Linked DNA regions of Mus musculus: regions 2 and 3 are each linked to region 1. A link is a contact called in public ChIA-PET and Hi-C data. All regions are on one chromosome and are shown on one strand. The core of a region is the stretch at or near the end of the contact, and the rest is flanking DNA. Distances in the headings are between cores, read along the strand shown.

Region 1 (3,047 bases), core at 261-2,760:
AAAACTTTAACCGCTAAAATAATTGCTTCCAGGTAGGGATCTGTTTATTTAGGGTGTTTAGGGCTGTGTGTGTGTGTGAGTGTGTGTGTGTGCAGAACCTGCAGTTTTACCCAGTTGAAACTTAGGAATACCCCTCTCAAGGACAGCCTAGGACCTATTTATTCTTACCACACAATATTTTTGTTTTTATCCTTAGAAATTTTTTTAGGAAAATCTTGGGACTTGTCAAGAATTAGTAAAATAGATTTGGGTCTTCATCCAGGCCTTTTTTTTTTTTTTTTTTTTTTTTTTTTTTTGCAATAAAGGAGCAATCTGGGCAATATTTTGGCTAATTACTTAGGAAGATGGTCACAAGAGGAATATCACCACCCCCACCCCCCGCCCCCCGCGATCGTATTTACTGAACGACAGAGCAAAGAGAATTCGTAACCGTTGGCGCTATTGCCAACTTGCATGGTTTTAATCAGGTCAGTTTACAATTAGCCTTTAAAAGGTGCTCCAGAAGAAAAAAAAAAAAAAAGAAAAAAGAATCCCTACGCAGATGGGGTCTGTTTGTTTCGCACGGGTGGGCGCGTGCAAGGGCGTCCGGGCGACTCGGACGGCCGCTCCCACAGAGGCTGGGCCGGGCACGCGCGACAAGTGGAGGCGACTCTTTGCCTGGCTAATTAGAGCCGCCAGGACACGCCCCCAGGAGTCCGCCCGCCGGCCCCGCCCCGAATCTGCGGCGTGGGCTGAGGCGCGGGGCGGGGATTAGCTCGGATTCAAATTTAAAGCGGGACGTCCGCGCGTGGCCCAGCAGGTGCCTCGTGCCCGTTGCCCGCCGAGGGCGTTTCCGCCCCCACCTGCACACAGGGCCGGAAATTACCTCGGCGGGGAGCGGTCCCCTCCATTGTCGCAGTCAACTGCGAGGGAGTCCTGAAAAAGTGCGCGGCCGTGGAGCGCTCGCTAGTCCCTCACGCGTGTCCTCGCGGCGAGACGCCGGGCATGTTGCCCTTTTACAGTACCGCCGTGGAAACCCCGAACTTATCCGGGAGGGGACTAACACGGAAGACGGGAAGCCCATCCCGAGACGTAAACAAGCACTTGACATACTACACTTTGGGGTGAAGCCGCGCTCCCGGGGGGAGGGAGGGGGCGAAGAGACGCGCATGCGCTTCCTACCTCTCCGGCGCGTGGAGAAAACTGCGCGTGCGCACAGCGGCGCGGACGGGAGGGGGAAAGAAAAAAAAACAAAACAAGGAAGAGATGATTGGCAGGTTAGGGGGCACTTTAGAAGCCTGAGGGGGCGGGGTCCCTGCAGCCTGGACGCGCGTGCGCACCGCGCGCGCAGGGGGGTGGAGCTCTTCCAAGGGGGCCGGCGGAGAGCAGCGCCGGCCTCGGGCGCCCCCTGGCGCGCGCCTCGGGAGAGGAAGGAACGGGAGGGTGCGGAGAGGAGGGAGGCGGCGAGCAGGGCGGGAGGGGGAGGGGAGCGGGAGCGAGGGAGGGTTTATCGACCGGGCGATTTTGGTTAAAATATTCAAAATGGCGGACGGAGGAGCAGCGAGTCAAGATGAGAGTTCAGCCGCGGCGGCAGCAGCAGCAGGTAATCATTACAGCATTTTACATATTCATATTCATACTCGAGCCGGGCTCCCGCTGCCCCCCCCGCGACTTAGCATAATTTATTAGTACTCAGGATTATTATAATTAACGGCGAGGAGATGGGGGGCCGGGGAACACAGCCCCCTCTGGGCGCCGAGCGGAGGGGGAAAAGGAGCTCGGAGCGGCCGGGCGGAGGGGGAAGAAGACCCGGGGCAAAGGGGGCTGTGAGCCACCGCGCTCCTCCTGCCCCCGGCCCACCCCGCGGCTGCCGCGCCGGCCCGCCCGCCGGCACCGGCCCTCCTCCTCCGCCGGCCGCCGCCGCCTCCTCGCACGGTGCCCGAATCTAAGCGGGTCCACGGCAGGCGGCGGGGCCGGGGCACCGGGAGAGGACAATAAAGACATTTTACATATTCATAGCTGCTGGGCTGGCGGGGCGCGGCGGGGTGCGGGCGGGAGACCTGGACGGGCGGTGGGGGGGCGTGGAGGGGCCAGAGGTGGCGGCGAGCACAATGCCGGTGGGCGGCGGGGCCCGAGCGGACCCCGGTGGCCGGACACCCGCGCGGCGCCCCCCCAGGATTGGGAGCCGGCGCGGGCTCGGGCTGGGGAACGCTGCTCGCTGCGGGACGCACCGGGGAGTGGTGCCCTGCCCCCGGCCGTGCGGGGGGTCCGCGTGGGGCCGAGCCCGGGGGTCACGGCCCGGGGCCCCTCAGCCGCGCCCTGCTCGTGCCCGGGGCAGCGGCCTGACCCCAGCCAGTCCGTGTCTCTGGTTAGGGGCAGCGTGGCGTGGGCCCTGTGAGCTGGCCTTCGGGTTGTGAGCTCGCTCTGGGGTCCCCCGGACCCTTTGGAGGCTGGGCTAGGTGGGAGGAACCCTCGGGGAAGTTCCCCTCCGTGGAAATGGCTTCGGTTGTCCGTGTGTCCCGGGCCCTCACCCAGAGGTCCGCGCTGCTGTGGGTCGCGCGGGACAGTTGGGTTGGAGGTGCTCGCGGGGTCTGGTAGCTCCTCCGCGCACATCCCCCCCCCCCCACGCGCTGGTAGCCTTGGGGACCCTCTCGCTCTGAGGCCTCGGAGCTCTCGGAGGTCACCCGAGAACTGGACCGTAAAGGATTGCCCTCCTGCCCTCAAAGGGCTGGCCTGACAAGTTGATCATATTCTAGATTTCTCCTGTACTGCGGGGAGCGGGGGTGGTGGCTAGACACGGAGATCCCCCTCCCTGACTGTGTGTGGTAGTGCTTTCTAGCTGCGTGCTGGGTCTTCTCTACTTGCTTCTCATTTGAATAATGTCTAATTCAGGGAGGTTTATATTCTTGAAATGGCCGCCTGGCTTTCCCCGCCTCTCATGTTTAGTAATTCAGACCTTTAATAACAGCCACTCACAGCCCAACGCCGTGTTTATATTTTACATTCGCCCCATGTGCTTTTGTGGTTCGATATGATTCTTTTTTTTTTTTTTTCCTTCTCCTCCTCCT
Region 2 (3,337 bases), core at 394-2,893, 33 kb after region 1:
TCCCTGGTTGGGATTAGAAGAAGTCCAGCCTTTCTAATTCCACTGCCTTTGACCAATCAGAAGAAGATGGATATCCTAGGTTTTGGGCTAATATCCACTTATCAGTGAGTACATATTGTGTGAGTTCCTTTGTGAATGTGTTACCTCACTCAGGATGATGCCCTCCAGGTCCATCCATTTGGCTAGGAATTTCATAAATTCATTCTTTTTAATAGCTGAGTAGTACTCCATTGTGTAGATGTACCACATTTTCTGTATCCATTCCTCTGTTGAGGGGCATCTGGGTTCTTTCCAGCTTCTGGCTATTATAAATAAGGCTGCTATGAACATAGTGGAGCATGTGTCCTTCTTACCAGTTGGGGCATCTTCTGGATATATGCCCAGGAGAGGTATTGCTGGATCCTCCGGTAGTACTATGTCCAATTTTCTGAGGAACCGCCAGACTGATTTCCAGAGTGGTTGTACAAGCCTGCAATCCCACCAACAATGGAGGAGTGTTCCTCTTTCTCCACATCCACGCCAGCATCTGCTGTCACCTGAATTTTTGATCTTAGCCATTCTGACTGGTGTGAGGTGGAATCTCAGGGTTGTTTTGATTTGCATTTCCCTGATGATTAAGGATGTTGAACATTTTTTCAGGTGCTTCTCTGCCATTCGGTATTCCTCAGGTGAGAATTCTTTGTTCAGTTCTGAGCCCCATTTTTTAATGGGGTTATTTGATTTTCTGAAGTCCACCTTCTTGAGTTCTTTATATATGTTGGATATTAGTCCCCTATCTGATTTAGGATAGGTAAAGATCCTTTCCCAATCTGTTGGTGGTCTTTTTGTCTTATTGACGGTGTCTTTTGCCTTGCAGAAACTTTGGAGTTTCATTAGGTCCCATTTGTCAATTCTCGATCTTACAGCACAAGCCATTGCTGTTCTGTTCAGGAATTTTTCCCCTGTGCCCATATCTTCAAGGCTTTTCCCCACTTTCTCCTCTATAAGTTTCAGTGTCTCTGGTTTTAAGTGAAGTTCCTTGATCCACTTAGATTTGACCTTAGTACAAGGAGATAAGTATGGATCGATTCACATTCTTCTACATGATAACAACCAGTTGTGCCAGCACCAATTGTTGAAAATGCTGTCTTTCTTCCACTGGATGGTTTTAGCTCCCTTGTCGAAGATCAAGTGACCATAGGTGTGTGGGTTCATTTCTGGGTCTTCAATTCTATTCCATTGGTCTACTTGTCTGTCTCTATACCAGAAGATGGAGAAGAGTGTTTACAAAACAATGACACAGGTGATGCTTCATAGACATAGTAATATACTCAACTCTCTGCTAGTATAGAAATCATGTGTGACCACACCTAGTTAGATAAAATAATTTTGTTGAGAGTTTTGTTAATAGTGTATTCTTAGTATGTAGAAAACTGCATGTACCAGGCAGTCAGTGGCTCATAGCTGAGTGAATGAGTGGAGTAAAAGCTGAGGGGACAGGGAAAACACAGTCTGGATAGGAAAGGCTTGGTAGTTGAAGTAGTTAGAAAAGATGTGGAGAAGCCGTGGGTTTAAGACAGAATTTGTAAGAAAAACTAATAGGATAGTTGACAGTGATAAAGTAATTTTGTTTATCTGTTGTGCCCCAAGCTCAGTATTTCCTTAAACTACCATGTTAGTAATTAGATAAGAGACCTTGTTCAGTGTAGTGAAGGCTAGTGAGAATTTAGTAAGTATTCAGCTGCTGAAAATATTTGTATAAGGTTTGGGTTTTTTCTGTTTTGTTGTTTTGTTTGTTTGATTTTTGTCCTGGGGAGGATTGTACTCACAGGCTCAAGCGTGTCAGGGAGTGCATTACTGACTGAGATATGGTCTTAGCTCTTGATGTATACTGTTTTGTTTTGCATTTTTGGAGTCATGGTCTCATGCTGTAGGCCAGGAAACCCCTGTGTAGTTAACAGGCTGGTCTCAGACTTGGCAGCGCTCTCCTAACCTCAGCCTCTTGGGTGTTAGGTCTCTAGCATGAGCTCTCATGTTGGTTTCCTTGTCTACTTAAAAATAGGACTATGATGCCTGTCAAGGTGGCTCTGTGTTAAGAGTGTTTGCTGAAAAGACTGATGACCTGAGTTCAATTCCTTCCACCTGGTGGAAGGAGAAAAGTGACTGTTGCAAGTTGTCACATGCAAAGGACACACACTAAATGAATAAACAAGTAAAATACGTTTAAATTTAAATGGGGTTTGTGAGATAGCTTGTTGAAGTACCCTGTGATGTGGTTCCTACCTAGGCACAAATTTTGTTCATCCCGTTCTTCCCAGGGAGAGGCAATGATCAGACACTCTCTTGTAAATACCCTAGAGTGAACAGACCTGTCCACTTTTCTTTCCCAAAGAGAATTGCCTTGTTCAAAAAGTCTGTAGTGCTGCATTTGAGAATTAGAGTTAGTGGTGTTAACGTCTACACATGTGAACCCTAAAATAACCATATCCATATCCATTCAAAGAGTGATTCGAAGTGGTTGTTTTCTTTCTCTCAACTTTTGTTTTTTGAAATTAAAATTACACCATTTTCTTCCCTCAGACTCCTCCCATGCACCTTTTGTGCTCTCCCAAATTCATGGCCTTTCCCTTTAATGTTTTTTTCATTTGTTTTAGACAATTTTTGGTCTATAACTGACCTACTTCCATGTACATGCACATAAGTCTAGCTGAAAAACATCCTTTCAAAATAGCTATTTTGGAAAGGGCATACAGTGTTTTAATTTTGCCTGTTATTACAGTTGCCTTTGAGATAGTGCAAAGTTTTAAGTTTTAAGTCTACTCACTGGTACTAGGAGTTGATTGTGGCTTCTGAATACACTGTGTAGTGTAATGTGATTGGGCATTAATTAAATAAGTATCAACTATAAAGTAAGATTTTATAAAATTGTAGCTGACTTTAAAGTAGTTTAAAAGTACTACTTTTACAACATCTCAGCAAATATTGGGAATATGTACACATGTACACATTTTCAGGTAATTTATCAGATGTCAAATTTTAAAAGAGTATATAGTATTAGGAAAACAAAATGATAATATTAGAAGTTACTTTAGCACAACTTTGGGAGAACAGTGTAATACATTGAATTTGAAATGTTTGCACTGTTTAACTGAAATCCGTTATCACTAGTCATTTGTTTATAGAATTAGTTTAAGCTATCAGGGAAAGATATATAAACAGTACTACTTCTTGAAGCTCGGATGTTAGTGGAAGTAGAAATAATTCAATAGAGCATAATATGTTGTTTTAACACACCAGAAATGAGAGCTATGTGTATGATGACTTCTTTTTTTAAAAAGGAGATGTAAAATACATGTAT
Region 3 (3,090 bases), core at 521-3,020, 41 kb before region 1:
TGGGGAAAAGAAAGGTTATGTAGTGTCCAAGTCTGTGCAGCTTGGGGTCCGCTAGGATGGCTGCTCTCCGGAAAGCTTCCAGAAAGTGCAGATTGGGGACTTAGAAGTGGGGCTTTTATAAACTGCACTTCTCCAACCCCCTGAAAGAAGGAGAGAGGGGGAGCTCACAGGCTGCGCTCTCTGAGAAGGCTGGATTTGGGGATGACTAATACAATTACCCCTTTGGAATTTAGCTTAAGAGATGAAAGAACTAGGCCAGAGGTAACAGTTAAAACTCCCACCCATCCTGCCCTTCCCTCTCCTGCTCAAGAGTTAGAAAAGGAACTGGGGATGGGGGGAGGAGGGGAGAGAGGGAAGGGGAAATGGAAATGGAAAGGGCACCTGCACTGCCAGTGGGTCGTCCTCTGATGTGATGTGGCCAGAGAGCATGATGGGGTGTGAGTTTCGATCCCCTGGATGTATACCTACGAGATGGATCGACTGACGCTGGATTGCAAGCATTTGGTTCCAGAGGAAAGCAAAGTCAGTGAATGGCAAGAAGAGAGGTCACTGCCCCTGGCTTGCTCAGGCCTAACAAGACTACTGAGAGAAGCCACCAAAATCTGCCCAAGCAGATGGCCCGTCCCTGGTGTGTCACGGTTTAGACTGTGCTGTGTTTCCTAGATTGTTAGACTCTGCTGTATTTCCGAGGCTGCATCCTCCCAAGGCCATTGGCCATGCACCTCATTAGAAGGCCAAGAGCAATGAATTTCATTCAAGCCTGTCCATCAGCCCATTCTGTGCCCCCTTTAACCTTCCTCAGCTGCATCCAAGAGTCCCTTCCAGGAAAATGACAGCTGGCTAGGGTCATGGAGGAGGCTGACCTGAACAACCCCCCACGCCCCCCAAATGGGACTTTTTCAGATCTTAGAGAGAAACCACCACAACCAAGAGAAGCCAAGGAGATGTAGCAACTAAACACAGCATGCTGGAACAGGGAGGGACCTGGGGCAGCAAAGGCTACGCTGGGAAAACAGGAAACCCAAAGAGATCGTGGGGAGAGTGTGGACTTTTATTAATAAAAATGTATTAGAACTGGGTCATTCATTGTGGCAAATGTAAAATGTCAACTAGAGGGGAAATTGGGCCGGCGTAGGGAAACTCAACAGTGCTTTCAGTTATTTCCTATCAATCTAAAAGATCCTGAAAGAAACCGTTTTAAAAAATGTGAAGTATTAATAGTGTAGATTAAAAAATGAAGACTTTTTTTCTGGGGAGGGCCACATTAAGGATGCTGTCACTGAAAAATGATATAGGTGCCAGCTAGATAGCTCAGTGGGTAGAAGTGTTTGCCACCAAGGCAGACGACCTTCGTCTGATCTCTGGGGCTCACACAAGCTTGCTCATGGTCTGAGTATGTAATCTCCCCACCCCCACCCCACCCCCTTACATATACACGAAGTAAATGTAATGTTTTGAGATTAAATTATATTTTATTTGTAAGAAGCAAGGTTGAGATGCTGTTTCAGTGATAATTTTCATTAATTCACTCACTGAACCATTCAACTGTGGGCGTTTGGTTTGTGTGTGCTTGGACCAGGGTTTTATGCTGAGAGTATGTGGGAGACAAAAGCTGCATCCTACAGGCAGGAAGCAGCTGGTGGCTGATGGCGAGCTGACTCACGAGCCCACAGTTGCCTTTGTTTTGTTTTGTTGTGCCAGGGAATGAAGCTGGGGCCTTGGACATGCTATGTACTAGGTAAACACTTGCTAAGTCACAAACCTATCCCACAAGCCTGACACAGTTACTGGGTGGGGGATGGGAGACATTAAACCCAGAGTGTAGTGATGACACAGAGGAGGAAACACCCTGCTACTGATTAATCAGTGCTGCACTGTGCAGTATCTTAAGTTGACAGTGTAAGGTTGAGAGTATAAACCTTGGAGTGGGACAATACTGATGATAAAAGTAACACAGAAGGGGCGGGGCGGAGCGCAGCCGCGCTAGCTAATTGAGCCTGAAGCAGCCGCGGGGATGGACGTGTTTCTTATGATCCCGCGCAAGACCACCATCTTTAAGAACATTAAGGAAGCTAGAGCACCCTGTTGGAACTGGAGCGCATCTCCTCGAGGGCATCCTCAAGCGGCCGCCAGAGGAGCAGCGACTTTACAAGGACGACCAGCTTCTTGATGATGGAAAAACTCCGAGTGTGGCTTCACTAGTTAGACAGCATGGCCACAGGCGCCAGCCACAGTGGACCTGGCCTTCCGAGCAGATGACACCTTCGAAGCTCCGCGCGTCAAGCCCTTCTCAGCCCTCCAGAGCTTCCAGATGTGATGAAGCCACAGGATTCTGGAGATGGTGCCAATGAGCGAGCTGTGCAGTGAGGGCCCCAGGTCCGCCCCTAGAGACCCATTCCCCCAATTAAAAAAAAAAAATTGGCTGTCTAAAAGAAATAAAAAGGGAACACAGTGCCAAGCTCAGGGTCAATTGGCTTCTAGTAGAATGAAGTCTTGTTGGGGAACAAGGACTACTGCATGCACGTGTGTCCATTGTTCTATCTAGTCTTCCCATACAGTCTAAGGAGCAGACACTGCCATCTTCTGCCGTTTTGGGGGTGAAGGTATGGGGATACTGACACTTTACTCATAGAAACCAGTTAACGTCAGGGCCAGGACAGAACCTAGCTCATCTCCAGAGTCTGTGCCTTGAACTTCTCTGAGTTCTCTGCCCTGAATGCCTCCTGAAGGTTGAGTATGAACCAGCAGGTGAAGTGGTCATAATAAGTCTTATTTGATAGGCTAGACCTCAGCAAATGTCCTTTCGATATAAGTTTGAGGTCAGAACTTGGTAAAATGAATTGATTAAGGGGCCCAGGAAAGGCAGCTCTAGTGCCTACACTACAGATTCTATACTGAACAGAGTTCAGTAGAAACCGTCTCACTGTATTTGGGTGTCTATGACAAAATACCCTAGGCTGGACACTTTCCTTCCACAGTTCTAGAGGCTGTGAGGTCCAAGAAGAGATTGCTGGTAGATCTGCCGTCTGTCGAGGGCTCTCTTTCTTTCTAGCTTTCTTCACATGGTGGAGAGCAGAGAGAAGAGGTGAG

Evidence for each region. ChIA-PET counts read pairs in DNA pulled down with a chosen protein or histone mark. A called contact is a pair of places that touch in the nucleus more often than the background predicts.
Region 2: an SMC1A ChIA-PET map of the G1E-ER4 cell line shows a contact between it and region 1, with 13 read pairs. The contact joins the enhancer-like site here to the promoter of Pou2f1 in region 1. A contact is called at or near these places in 1 of 15 datasets of contacts at CTCF or cohesin (the G1E-ER4 cell line), 14 of 484 Hi-C or Micro-C datasets (the Ba/F3 cell line, the G1E-ER4 cell line, the P5424 cell line and 9 more), 4 of 115 datasets of contacts at active chromatin or transcription factors (the SCID.adh cell line, embryonic stem cells, heart atrium and 1 more) and 2 of 9 other capture datasets (adipose tissue and pancreatic islet).
Region 3: a Hi-C map of pancreatic cancer cells shows a contact between it and region 1, with 4 times the contacts expected there. The contact joins the enhancer-like site here to the promoter of Pou2f1 in region 1. A contact is called at or near these places in 2 of 39 promoter capture datasets (frontonasal cranial neural crest and liver), 70 of 484 Hi-C or Micro-C datasets (the AML12 cell line, the C2C12 cell line, CD4 T cells and 30 more), 19 of 115 datasets of contacts at active chromatin or transcription factors (CD8 T cells, the HPC-7 cell line, the SCID.adh cell line and 14 more) and 3 of 9 other capture datasets (adipose tissue, embryonic trunk and pancreatic islet).

Annotation. Positions count from the first base shown.
Region 1 is chr1:166,001,097-166,004,143 of GRCm38.p6, reverse strand. Pou2f1 (POU domain, class 2, transcription factor 1) reads left to right here and starts at 1,510. Exons shown (of 16, transcript NM_198932.3): 1 at 1,510-1,582. The coding sequence starts at 1,522.
Region 2 is chr1:165,967,762-165,971,098 of GRCm38.p6, reverse strand. All of the region lies in intron 1 of Pou2f1 (POU domain, class 2, transcription factor 1), which reads left to right. Among named protein-coding and RNA genes, the nearest start is that of Pou2f1, 33 kb to the left of the region's middle. Within about 2 kb of position 1,643, at least 8 of the 459 cell types and tissues checked have an H3K27ac peak or open chromatin away from gene starts, as enhancers often do. A contact at or near this core is called in the G1E-ER4 cell line and the SCID.adh cell line, where this site is marked.
Region 3 is chr1:166,042,616-166,045,705 of GRCm38.p6, reverse strand. It overlaps Gm33224 (a long non-coding RNA gene), which reads left to right. Exons shown (of 3, transcript XR_865710.2): 3 at 1-254. It also overlaps the pseudogene Gm7626. Among named protein-coding and RNA genes, the nearest start is that of Gm33224, 4.9 kb to the left of the region's middle. Within about 2 kb of position 1,770, at least 82 of the 459 cell types and tissues checked have an H3K27ac peak or open chromatin away from gene starts, as enhancers often do. A contact at or near this core is called in the AML12 cell line, the C2C12 cell line, CD8 T cells and 16 more, where this site is marked.